Linked DNA regions of Mus musculus: region 1 is linked to region 2. Evidence: chromatin contacts called from public HiChIP or PLAC-seq data. All regions are on one chromosome and are shown on one strand. Each heading gives the region's core, a stretch centred on a gene start, on an enhancer-like site or on the middle of the called end of the contact. The rest is flanking DNA. Distances are from core to core; before and after follow the strand shown.

The links. HiChIP or PLAC-seq counts read pairs in DNA pulled down with a chosen protein or histone mark.
Region 1: an H3K27ac HiChIP or PLAC-seq map of embryonic stem cells shows a contact between it and region 2, with 11 read pairs. The contact joins the enhancer-like site here to the promoter of Abhd11 in region 2. A contact is called at or near these places in 1 of 39 promoter capture datasets (embryonic stem cells), 2 of 15 datasets of contacts at CTCF or cohesin (embryonic stem cells and large pre-B cells), 27 of 484 Hi-C or Micro-C datasets (Sertoli cells, bone marrow-derived macrophages, cerebral cortex and 17 more), 4 of 115 datasets of contacts at active chromatin or transcription factors (embryonic stem cells and trophoblast stem cells) and 3 of 9 other capture datasets (adipose tissue, liver and pancreatic islet).

Annotation. Positions count from the first base shown.
Region 1 is chr5:135,039,924-135,045,311 of GRCm38.p6, reverse strand. It overlaps Stx1a (syntaxin 1A (brain)), which reads right to left. Exons shown (of 10, transcript NM_016801.4): 4 at 4,001-4,075; 5 at 3,308-3,381; 6 at 3,095-3,203; 7 at 2,646-2,719. Among named protein-coding and RNA genes, the nearest start is that of Stx1a, 19 kb to the right of the region's middle. Within about 2 kb of position 3,006, at least 41 of the 459 cell types and tissues checked have an H3K27ac peak or open chromatin away from gene starts, as enhancers often do. A contact at or near this core is called in Sertoli cells, cerebral cortex, embryonic stem cells and 2 more, where this site is marked.
Region 2 is chr5:135,007,475-135,013,276 of GRCm38.p6, reverse strand. It overlaps Abhd11 (abhydrolase domain containing 11), which reads right to left and starts at 3,978. Exons shown (of 6, transcript NM_145215.2): 1 at 3,438-3,978; 2 at 3,160-3,295; 3 at 2,217-2,390; 4 at 1,897-2,067; 5 at 1,612-1,793; 6 at 1,102-1,390. The coding sequence starts at 3,565. The coding sequence ends at 1,258. Abhd11os (abhydrolase domain containing 11, opposite strand) reads left to right here and starts at 120. Exons shown (of 4, transcript NR_026688.1): 1 at 120-192; 2 at 489-583; 3 at 727-847; 4 at 945-1,155.

The DNA of each region.
Region 1 (5,388 bases), core at 1,757-4,256, 33 kb before region 2:
ACATGGATGCTGGGAACCACACTCATGTCTTCCAGAAAGGCAGCAAGGACTCTCAACCACAGTCATCTCCAGGCTTGATACTTTTGTCAAGTTGACCTAATCTAGACTCACCTGGGAAGAGAGTCTCATCTCAATGAGGACTGTCTAAATCAGCTTAGCTAGGGACATGCCTCTGAAGGACTCTCTTAATTATCAATGTTAACTGATATGAGAAGACCCGGCCCACTGTGGGCAGCACCATTCCCTACATAGAAGATCCTGGGCACCGGGCATGCAAAGATTCATTCTCTCTCCGCTTTGATTGCGATGTGACTTGCTGCTTCAGTCCTGTCAGCTAAACATGACCCCCCTCCCCTGAGTTGCTTTTTGTTGGGGCTTTTTTTTTCCCCTCACAGCAACAGAAATGAGACTGGAAGAGGGGCCCGGGAGGGAGGCAGCTGAGTAGAGATATCCCAGAAGCAGCAGCCACAGCCTTTCCAACCTCCTGTTTGGCACCATTGCTAATTAGTCTCTGTGTGACTCAATTCCTGCCTGAAATAAGGAGCCGATGACACTCCCCCACACAGTGAGTGCTCACCAAGTGACTGTTTTGTTATGGCAGGCATAGTGGGGCACACCTCTAATCCCAACCCTTGAGAGGCATAAGCAGGCCAATCTCTATGAGTTCCAAACCACCCAGGCTCACACAAAGAGTTCCAGGACAACCAACGGCTACACAGTGAGACCCTGTTGCAAAAAAATTATTGCTTTCATTATTTATTGTGTATGTGTGTGTGCTCATGCAAACATGTCCAACAGTATATGTATGTATGGAAGCCAGACAGGAGTCAATTTTCTCCTTTCACGATGGGGGTCCTGAGCATCGAACCCAGATACTTGGGTTTGGCAGCAAAGTGCTTTTACCTGCGGAGCCACCCTGGTGGCCTTTATTGGGTTGTTTTGAGACAGGGATCTCATGTATCCCAGGCTGGCCTGGAACAAGCGATAGAGCCAAAAATAAGCTTCAACTCCTGATCCTCCTGCCTCTACCTCTTTAGTGCTGAAACTATAGGCTTGCAACCTTGCTGGGTTTTAGAAAGAGAAGAGGATTGAGTCTCAGGTTTCACAGTAGCAGGCAAGAACGTTAACAATCACGCTACAGCCCAGTTTTGTTTTGGGGGTTTTCGTTCTTTGTTCCTTTGTTTCTTTCTTTCTTTCTAAAAGATTTTATTTATTTTATGAGTACACTACAGCTGTTTTCAGACATACCAGAAGAAGGCATTAGATCTCATTATATATGGTTGTGAGCCACCATGTGGTTGCTGGGCATTGAACTTAACCACTGAGCCATCTCCATCTCTCCAGCCCTGGTTTTTTTTTTTTGGTTTTTGTTTTTTTGGGTTTTTTTTTTTTGGGGGGGGGTGTTTCTATTTACATTTATTTACTTATTTTGCTTTTTGCTTTTTGTTTTTGTTTTTTTTGGTTTTTTCGAGACAGGGTTTCTCTGTGTAGCCCTGGCTGTCCTGGAACTCACTTTGTAGACCAGGCTGGCCTGGAACTCAGAAATCCGCCTGCCTCTGCCTCCTGAGTGCTGGGATTAAAGGCGTGCTTCACCACCGCCTGGCAAAATAAATAAATCTTTTTTTTTTCAAAGATTTATTTATTATTATAAGTACACTGTAGCTGTCTTCAGACACACCAGAAGAGGGAGTCAGATCTTGTTACGGATGGTTGTGAGCCACCATGTGGTTGCTGGGATTTGAACTCTGGACCTTCAGAAGAGCAGTCGGGTGCTCTTACCCACTGAGCCATCTCACCAGCCCTAAATAAATCTTAAAAAGCAAAATAAGTAGCCGGGCGTGGTGGCTACTAACAAAACAAAAAACAAAACAAAAAAGATTTATTTATTTCTATTTTATGTGCATTGTGTTTTCCCTGTGTGTATTTCTGTGTGTCTATGTGTGTGTGTGTGTGTGTGTGTGTGTGTGTATATATATGTATATATATATATGTGTGTGTGTGTGTGTGTGTATATATGTGTGTGTGTGTGTGTGTGTGTGTGTGTATGAGTGTGTGCATATGGTGTGTGTGCATGTGTGTATATGCATGTGGTGTGTACGGGTGCAGGGTGCATGTGCTATGTGTGTGTGGTGTGAGTATAGACAACTTGCAGTTCTCTCTTCCACCATTTGAGTCCAACTCAGGTCTTTGGCCTGGCAGCAAGCTCCTTTATCTAATCTTAACCTGACACAACTCTTGAAATTTCACCCCTGTCACTGGCATTTATATGACCCTCAATCTGGTCCCCTCCCTTCATTTTCTTTCTTTTTTTTTTTTTTTTTTTTTTTCGAGACAGGGTTTCTCTGTGTAGCCCTGGCTGTCCTGGAACTCACTCTGTAGACCAGGCTGGCCTCGAACTCAGAGATCCACCTGCCTCTGCCTCCCAAGTGCTGGGATTAAAGGCATGCACCACCACTTCACCTGTGTGTATTTCACCTGTGTGAAGGCCTCCCTTCACTTTCGATTCAGGCTTTCTCTAAAATCAGCCTCGTTTCGCTGCAGTATCCAAACACAGCCCTGCTCCTGGGTTTGACCCACACACTGTGCTGTAGTGCGGAGGGATGTGGTTAATGAGTCCTGGTAAATGGGGAGGGGTTCACACTCACCCCAGAGGCAAAGATGGCAGGGTTCCCACTCTCCAGCATGTCTTCCAATTCCTCACTGGTCGTGGTCCGGCCGGCTGTGGGTGGGATCACACTAAGCTACGCCCTCTCCTGCGAGCTCAATAGGGTCTAGTTTCTGATCAAAGCACCACCCTCAACCACACCTCTAGCTATAAGCTCCGCCCCCATGCCGTTATTGATCCCCCCCCCCCCATTTCCAGCCACAGGCTTCATCAATGGCCTCACCCCCGCGCCCACCAGGCCATAAGCACACCACGAGGTCCTACCCAACCCCACTCTATCTAGCCCAAACCCCCATACCTAGACTCTTCATGGCACCACCCCTCCAACCCAAGTCACACCCCTAGCCACAGGCCACACCTACCACCATCTCCTGGCTCAAACCACAACCCCAGGCCCTCCCTTCCAGCCCGGACCCTGCCCCAGCTCACTGATCTCCAGCTGCCTCTGGATGCGCCCTTTGCAGCGTTCTCGGTAGTCTGACTGAGTGGCGTTGTACTCGGACATGACCTCCACAAACTTTCGGGACAGCGTGGAGTGCTGGCAGTCGGGGGCGGGGAGACAAGGGTACCGGTAGGTTAGGTAGTGGGCTCTACGGAAAACCCAGAGACTCAGGTGCCCGCCCACCCTCGCCATGGCTGCACCTGCGTCTTCCGGATCCTCAGGTCGGCTGATGAGCGGTTCAGACCTTCCTCCTGCTCGATGCTCTGCTCAATGCCTGGGGTGGGGAGGAGTGAGGAAAGGAGGCCGCTGAGCAGTTCCCTGCCTCCATGCATCGACCCCACCCATAAGTCAAGGATTCGGCTCCCCTCCCCAACCACAAGGGATGGGGGGTCACATGGAAGGCAAACTGTAATCAATAATGGACGCAGGACCAACAGCAGTCCTTCCAGCTGGGAGGTGTGTACAGCTGTGTACACTTCCGTGTGAGCACACACCCAACCCTGTGCACCCAAATGGGTGCTGTGCAGGGTCTGGCAGCTCAGGCCACTTTTGTGCAGGAAGGTGGGGAGGACCAGGTGTCTACCCCCGCTGTAGAACATGTCCCCTAAGCAGCCCTGGCCACTGGACATGCATGCATGTCTGTGAACAGAGACAAGCTATGGTCTATGCATGGATACTCTTCGGGTGGACATTTTTAATTTTAAAAAATATTTTTTAGTTTATTATTTCTATACAATTCTCATATAACCCAGGCTGTCCTCAAGCTATGTCGCCTCGGCTGTCCTGATCCTTATACCTCCATTTTGAACTGAATTCAGGACCTCACGTAGGCTAGGCAAGCGCTGTACCAATTGAGCCACATCCCCAGGTCCCCAGCCACCAGGGCGACTTACTCTTTAGCTTGGAGCGAACTTTGTTCGCTGTCTTCTTAATGTCCGACATGAGCTCCTCCAGTTCCTCCTTTGTCTCTATGAGGTGGGGGGTGGGGGGGTGGGAGGGGGATAGGAGAAGACATGGTGCCAGCTTCTAGCACTAGGAATGGGATGGAGGGCTCTGGGCAAATCCCAGCCTTGTGATCTCCCTCCTCCCCTAGGCGATGTCTTGGTCTACAGCTGCAATTCTAGGCCAAGGCCACCGGCAGCTACAGTCTCACCCTCTCTCCCACTGCCTTCCAAGAAGCCTCCCTCCTCCTCCGCTGCCTCTCCCTTCCCCTGTAGATAACAGATGGGGCTAAATTTAAGGCTGGTCGGCCCTCGCTGAGGACTGTTTACTTAACGGGTGCCGTGTGCCGGGGAGTGGGATGAGCTCGGTTCACCTGGCTTTACCGGATGGCTCAGGCGGGCAAGCAGAGACACCCACCAGGCTGAAGCACAGTGGTTCACCTTGCCTCCCAGTGAAAGCCACAGCTGACCTTGGACTCCTCTTCACAAAGCTGCCCTTCCTAGGTGGTTAGCTGCCCTGAGTGGCTGAGGCAGGGGGCACCCTGGTTTTGGGGGTGCGGGAGTAGTAACAGAACAGCAGTTTCAAAGAAATAATACCCCGGGGTGGGGGGAGGATTGTAGCCATGGAGGTGACAGGTCACTGGGGGTCAGGAGAGGTGAACAGAGGTAAGGGAAAACAGTGGCCCTTGTCCTAGCCACAGCTGTGACCTCAGGCTGGCTGAGGCCTCAGGGTGTTCAGCTTGTAGCTCTTCCAGGAAGCCACCAGGACCAGCCTGTCTTCAGGAGAAACTGGGAGCAGGTCCCAGGCAACCACCTTTCCTAACACCCTGAGGACAAGGCTTAGAGGTGACAGTGGTGGTAGTGTATGAGGATCAAGAGCCACCTACTCAGTGGAATGTGAGTGAGACAGGGCAGGGGCTCTGCAGAGCTGAGGCGGAGGGAGCCTTCCTCCCATGAACAAAAGGAAACTTGGTCACCAGCTGCTCTTGCAGTCTCAGCCTTTTTTGCTCAGACCTAAAATAGCCCAGCCGGATGGCAGCCCCCGAGGAGGGAGAGCAGCATTGATCTAGGAAAGCCCCCGACCTGCTGCCAATTTCCACATTCCCCCTTAGCTCTGCCCTGCCCCACAGCCCCGATGGGACGCCCTCTCCCCCTGGTGAGTGGCTGCATCTCAGCCTGGCACCTCTGCTCAGTTCCTAGGTACCACACCCACTCTGTAGGCCACACAGGAATGCTGAGAAATGAAGCTGAGCCGTTCCGGTACGGTGTGTATGTCCAGCAGCTTAAGGGTCCCCTTGTCAGCCCCCCTTTCCTTCAGATATAATCTCATGTAGCCCACA
Region 2 (5,802 bases), core at 2,729-5,228:
TTGGGGAAAAGGCTTGGGGCCTTCCAAGGTGTTAAGAGGGAGGTGCACTTGCTCCTTGCCCCAGGCTGTCCTCCTGTAGGTGGAGTCTGCTAGGGAGTGCCTTGCCTGGAAGGGCAAAGGGCTCTGTCTTCTAGCCTCTACCAACTGACAAGTCTCAGTCACCAGGCCTTGACTCTCTAAGCTCATAGAAAGGTAAGCGACTCCAGAGCACTCAGTAGCATTTCTGTAGGGCTGTGTGGGAACTCCTTTCTCCTCAGGAGCTTCAAACACTGTCCATTCTGCAAAGTCCCATAGTCTACTTCCCGGCTAGCCAGACTAAGGGTCTCCTTTACAAGATGCCGGCGCAGCACCCCCTGGAGGCAAAGGGTGGTAAAACTGAGTGGAAATAGCATGAGGCAGGGCAGAGGCAGGGCAGAAGGACCCAGGGTGAGGCTTCTCCTTCTGACAAGCCCCAGGTCACTGCCTCCTCATCCATCACTCCCCAACAGAACCCAGAATCCCAAGCGGCAGGAGCACTGGGGGACACCCGGGCGGAACCTTCCCTGGAGCAAGTACTGCAGGAGAGGGATGAAGCCATTGCTAAGTGAGAGAAACTCTGGGGGTGGGGGTGGGGTGGAGGAGGGGGAAGTGGGGACTCACTCCTACTAGAGGAGAGGAAGGGGGCTCCAGATATTTCCAGAAGACAGCCACTGGAACACCCCCACCCCCATCCCCCACTGCCTGTAGGAAGCGCGCGGTGGAAGAGGAGCTGGACTCCTGTCGAGCCAGGCTGCGCACAGTGGAGGCTCAGCTGCTGGAGGTCCTGCAGGAGAAACTGAAGCTGAAACAGGAGGTGGAGGCCTGGGAGGTAGGGTGGAGCCTCTGAGTCGGGAGTCTTGGAAGACGCCCCTCCGCCCCTCCGTCCCCAGGGATTGCCTCGGACCTGCTCTCTCTCCCGTGCCCAGGAAGACATGCAGCATATGGTTCGAGAGCGGGTGCGGAGTCAGCTGCAGGGAGAGCCCAGAGGCACCCTGGGAACACACGAGAACACAAGCCCGGGCAGAAGTTCCTGGATTCAACTCTCCCGGGGTCAGTGGGGGCGACGGTGGTGAAAACGGATCCAGGGCTTAAAGGGGAACTGTCTTTATTCATTAAAAGTGTTGGGCCACTTCTGTACTCCTGGACCCTCTCCGTGCCCCTGAGTTTTTCTGTGCAGAAGCAAGATGGCACAGATCCCAAGCCTAGAGTCCCCTGGCTGCTCTTCCAAGGAGCTACTTCTTAAGCCAAGAAGCTGGTGACAGCATCCATGAAGTCTTGGGGTTTGTCGCTGTGGACCCAGTGGCCAGCGTTAGGCACGGTCTGAATCTGGGCTTGAGGGAAGAGTCGCCTAATCTCTGAGTGGTGGCTGGGTCTGGCCGCCATAGTGAAGCCAATGGAGAGGGAAGACAATGGAGAGGTGTGGGGAGAGGGAGAAAGGGAGAGAGAGAGAACAGGAGAGAGAGATGTGCATGAGCCTTCATGCGCAGTGGTATTGCCAGGCTCCCAGATACCCCGCCTCCCCTAGCCCACGCAGGCTCCCATAGCTGGTGGTGGGCAAAGCATGCCCCTTCCTATGGTCCCACACCGGCTTACTGTACATATGTAGAATTTCCACCAAGCAGGAAGAGAGTTGGCCCCGAGTAGGGTTCACGTTGCTGAGGAAAGGTCATTATCTTGTCCAAGTGCTGAGCTAACGTATCCAAGTTCAGTCTCCAGGAGAATCGCCCACCCACCTCTACCAGGTTAGTGAGCAGGAACTGCCGAATGCCCGCTTCCTGTGGGGAGACCTGGCAGCTGTGAAGGGGCTCCCTGTGAGGCCCACCCACCACTTTTCCTCTGACACACACCATGGGGAAAGGGGGGGGGGGCGTGCGTCACCTTGACAACCGAACTAAGCTGCTTATCCGCCAGTTTTCGGGCTTGGGAGTGCGGCACCTTCTCTGGGATCTCAACAGCCTTCATGGCTGCTATGAAGGCTCCAATGTGTGATCCAGGTGTGGTTCCTACCGGGCTTATGTCTACAACAACCAATCGTTCCACAACATCTGGCTGGGAGACAGAATCAGACCAGAGCAGGTCCCAGACAAACTCTGAGCCGCCAGCAGAGTTTCTGGACCTGGCCATCCAAAGTGTGGATGAGTCCCACGTTATCAATGGGCTTAGAGTGCATTAAGAGGACCCAGATAGGTGTAGCTTACCCTCTGCAGTGCCAGGAGCATGGCTGTCTTTCCTCCCATGCTGTGGCCAACGAGGACGCAGGGCACCAGACCCAGCTGTGGAAGGAGGCCCTGAAGGTCCTGACTCATGGCCTCATAGCTTGCGTCTGGACTGTGGGGGCTGTCACCGTGGTTCCGGGCATCCACCGTCAGCACCTGCGATGGGGGTGAAACAGGAATGGTGTTACTTTGACTACAGACAACGAAAAGCCTGATAGGGTCCACAGAGCAGCTAGGGAGAGAAGTCTGGAGACATAAGTATGTGTGTGTATGTGTGTGTGTGTGTGTGTGTGTGTGTGTGTGTGCGCGCGCGCATGCGCACGTGCAGAGGTTAATATTGAGCAACTTCCTTAGTTGCTTTATTATATACACACATGTATGCATGTGCGCAAGTTATATCTTCGCAAGCACGTGCCATGGTGTACATGTGGAGATCAAATGAGAACTTCAGGTGCCAAGGAGAGAGGGCATGCAGACCAAAGGAGGATCAGAGTAGTCAGGGAGCAAATGGCTTAAATGGCTGGGTTAACAGGAAAGAGACGCTGGGGGACGGGAAGCCTCTGGACTGGAAAGGTTTATAGTAAGGGGTCGGGGGTAACAAGAGCAGAGAGCTGCCACTCGTACTGAGTAAGCCAGGAGGCTAGAGTGTGCTTTGGCATGCTAGTAGGTGCCACAAAATTGTCCCAAGTTTCTTTGGGACCTGACAAAGAGACCTGTTATGTCTCAGTAACATAAATGGACTAACTGTGGGGCATCTTACAGGACCAGGCCTCTTCATAGATGTTTTACGGTTTACTGGGCACTGAAACTTTCCATTTTCAGGTCACCAAGAGCCCAGACCTGAGTGATTGAAACTAGGTCCACTGCCCTCAGCCTTACCCCTTAGCCCCCGCCCACCCATGCACCGCCCCATCCGGAAGCTCACCCTCCGGCCAGTCCTCTGAACCATTGCCTTGGCGAGGGAGTTGAAGTTGGTTTTGCTGCCGAAGAGCCCATGCAAAAAGACGATGGCTGGGAGTGTCGCGTCTCCATCTAGAAGATTATAAGACAGCGGCAGCGGCCTGGAAGGTGGGGGCCACCATGGAGTAAGGGGGAGGAGAGAGTGAAAGAAAAAAGGGGCGAGGCCAAAGGAGAGGCGGGGCCAGCTAAGCCGCGTGCGAAGTGGACCAGTGGAGAACAACCCTCCCAGTGCCCTTGGCTGACCTCAGATCGGCGTTTTCTTGGCCACTACTGCGGCTGCTACAGAACGTGACAGGAACCGCCAAACGCCTGGGAGAGGAGGCACCGAGTACCCCACGGGGGACCCTCCACGCTCGCGCCCAGCGGAGCATGCCCACAGCCCGCAAAGTGTGCTTCCTAGGGCTGTCCTGCGCACGCTCCGCCTTTCAGAGCCCTGTCTATTCCAACTAGGGCTCCGCCTTTTCCCCCGCCCCCCCCCCATCGAGGCGCCACTTTAGGCCACGTGGTCTAATGTATTCCCGGAGTCAGTTCAGCCCCCTCCCAAAGCAGAAGCTTCTTGGACGCAGCCGCTAGACGACCCCAGCCCTTGCACGTTACACATTTCCTGCAGCCACTTTGAGCCTGGTCTGTAGGACTAGCTGGCTTGGTAACAGGCTGGGCGTAGCCATACAGCGCTAGCCCTGCCCCCTTGCGCCACTACGCAATTCCTACAGACGCTGTGAGCCGCTTAGAGACCAGTTCCCGACCAGGACCAGGGAAGCGCTACGTGGGACTGGTCCCTCCTCTGGGACAATATACAATCCCCTTTAGATCTGTGAGCCCCTGCCACGCCCTGGACGGGGTCACCAACTGGCTTGTTCTTCGCACCGTCACTCAACCGTCGTAGCCACTGCCAGGCACCCGGACGTAGGCTTCTTAGCCACACCTTGCGGAGCCACCGGGGACTCTGGGACCGCCTCCTGCATCATTACGTAATTCCCACTTTGCATGCATCTGCGAGTTCAGTTCCTTGGCCACGCCCTATCGTAGGCGGGGCTGTAAGAGGCCCTTGCACGGTTTCGCAACATTTTAAACTGCTCTAGCTCCCGGAATTGGACTCCTTGACCACGCCTTGGGCGGAGCTACCCGATTGTGGCACCGGCTTTTGCGCCATTACGTAATCCTGCCGGGTTCTGTGCACACTTCCCTGAACCCCTTGACAACGTCGTAGGCCACGCCTCTTCTTTTAAGAGCTTCTTAGTCTTCTAGTGTTTCCCTACTGGCGATCAGAGGTCCTCAGTTCGAGGCGCAAGTGTGGGGCGTGTCCCTAGCAAACTGAGAAGTCCTTTCTCGGCTGGCGAGCGGACCCCACCTGGCCTGCTCCTCTGTCCTCAGGCACCGCCCTGGGTGGGTACCATGCTCTCTGTGCCTCCGGCATGGTCAGGAGGCGCCAGGAGTGATTCTTGTTCCAGCTCCCGCCAGCTCTCTGGCGCCTTGCTCCGTAGTTGGGAGCCCTGTCAGGCTCCCCAGAGCACGAGTGCTTTGTCTCTCTGTCTCCTCACAGGAAACACCTAGGAGGAAGGGGCTTTCGCTCGATCTCCTCACTTAATCGATTAACTGAGGTGCAGAAAGGGCAAAGGATTGGGCCAACAGGCAGAACCAGAGTCTTAGTCCAGTCTTCCGTTCCTGGTCCAGGTCAATTTGAAAAACCAGGATTAAACCCTTAGCCAGGGATTTGTACTGTAGTTACCTGCACTGAATAGAGATGGCTCCGGGCCAGGTGTAGTGGCTACAATTTTAATCCCACACATTGGTGGCAGAGGCAAGCGGTTCTCTATGAGTTCAAGGCCAGCCTTGTATATAAGAGTCCAAGAACATCTAGAAATGCATAGAAAAACTCTGTCTCAAAAAAGAAAAAAGGAAGGAAGAAAGAGCCCTCATTAACAACCCGCCATTAGCAGAGAGTGGCAACCCTCTGCCCAGACTGCACCGCATTCTGCACCCATTTCCCCCAGAAAGCCTGCCCCCTGCTGTCTCCCCTCATAGTCTAGGGAAAGTCCCCGCAGCCCTCTTCTGCTGCGGTCCATCCTTTAGCAGTTCCGGAGCTGGTTTGGTCATAGCAAACACATCTGCTGGGGCGCCTTCAGGACTCCTTGTTACTGAAGTAGCACTTCAAACCCTCCAGAGTCCTTCCCAGCATCCTCAGCCGGGCACCAAGCCTCTGGCTCTTAGGTCCCTTTTGTTCTTTGTCAGCGCTGGTGGCCTTCGGTGCCACTAGTTGCCTAGACACACACACACACACACACACACACACACACACAGATTTATTTATTTTGCTTTATGTGTCTGAGTGTTTGCTTGAATGTATGTCTGTGTACCACGCCTGTACCTTGTGCCTTCAGAGTTGAGAGGAGGGCATAGGATCTCCTGGAACTGGAATTGCAGGTGGTTGTGAGCCACCCTGTGGGTCCTGGGGACCATACTCCAGCAAGAACATCATGTGCTCTTAATTCCTGAGTCTCCAACCTGTCTTGGTTTTGAGACAGGGTCTCTTTATTATACAGCTCTGACTGCCCTGGAACTCACTATGTAGACCAGGCTGGCCTCAAGCTCACAGAGATTCATTTGC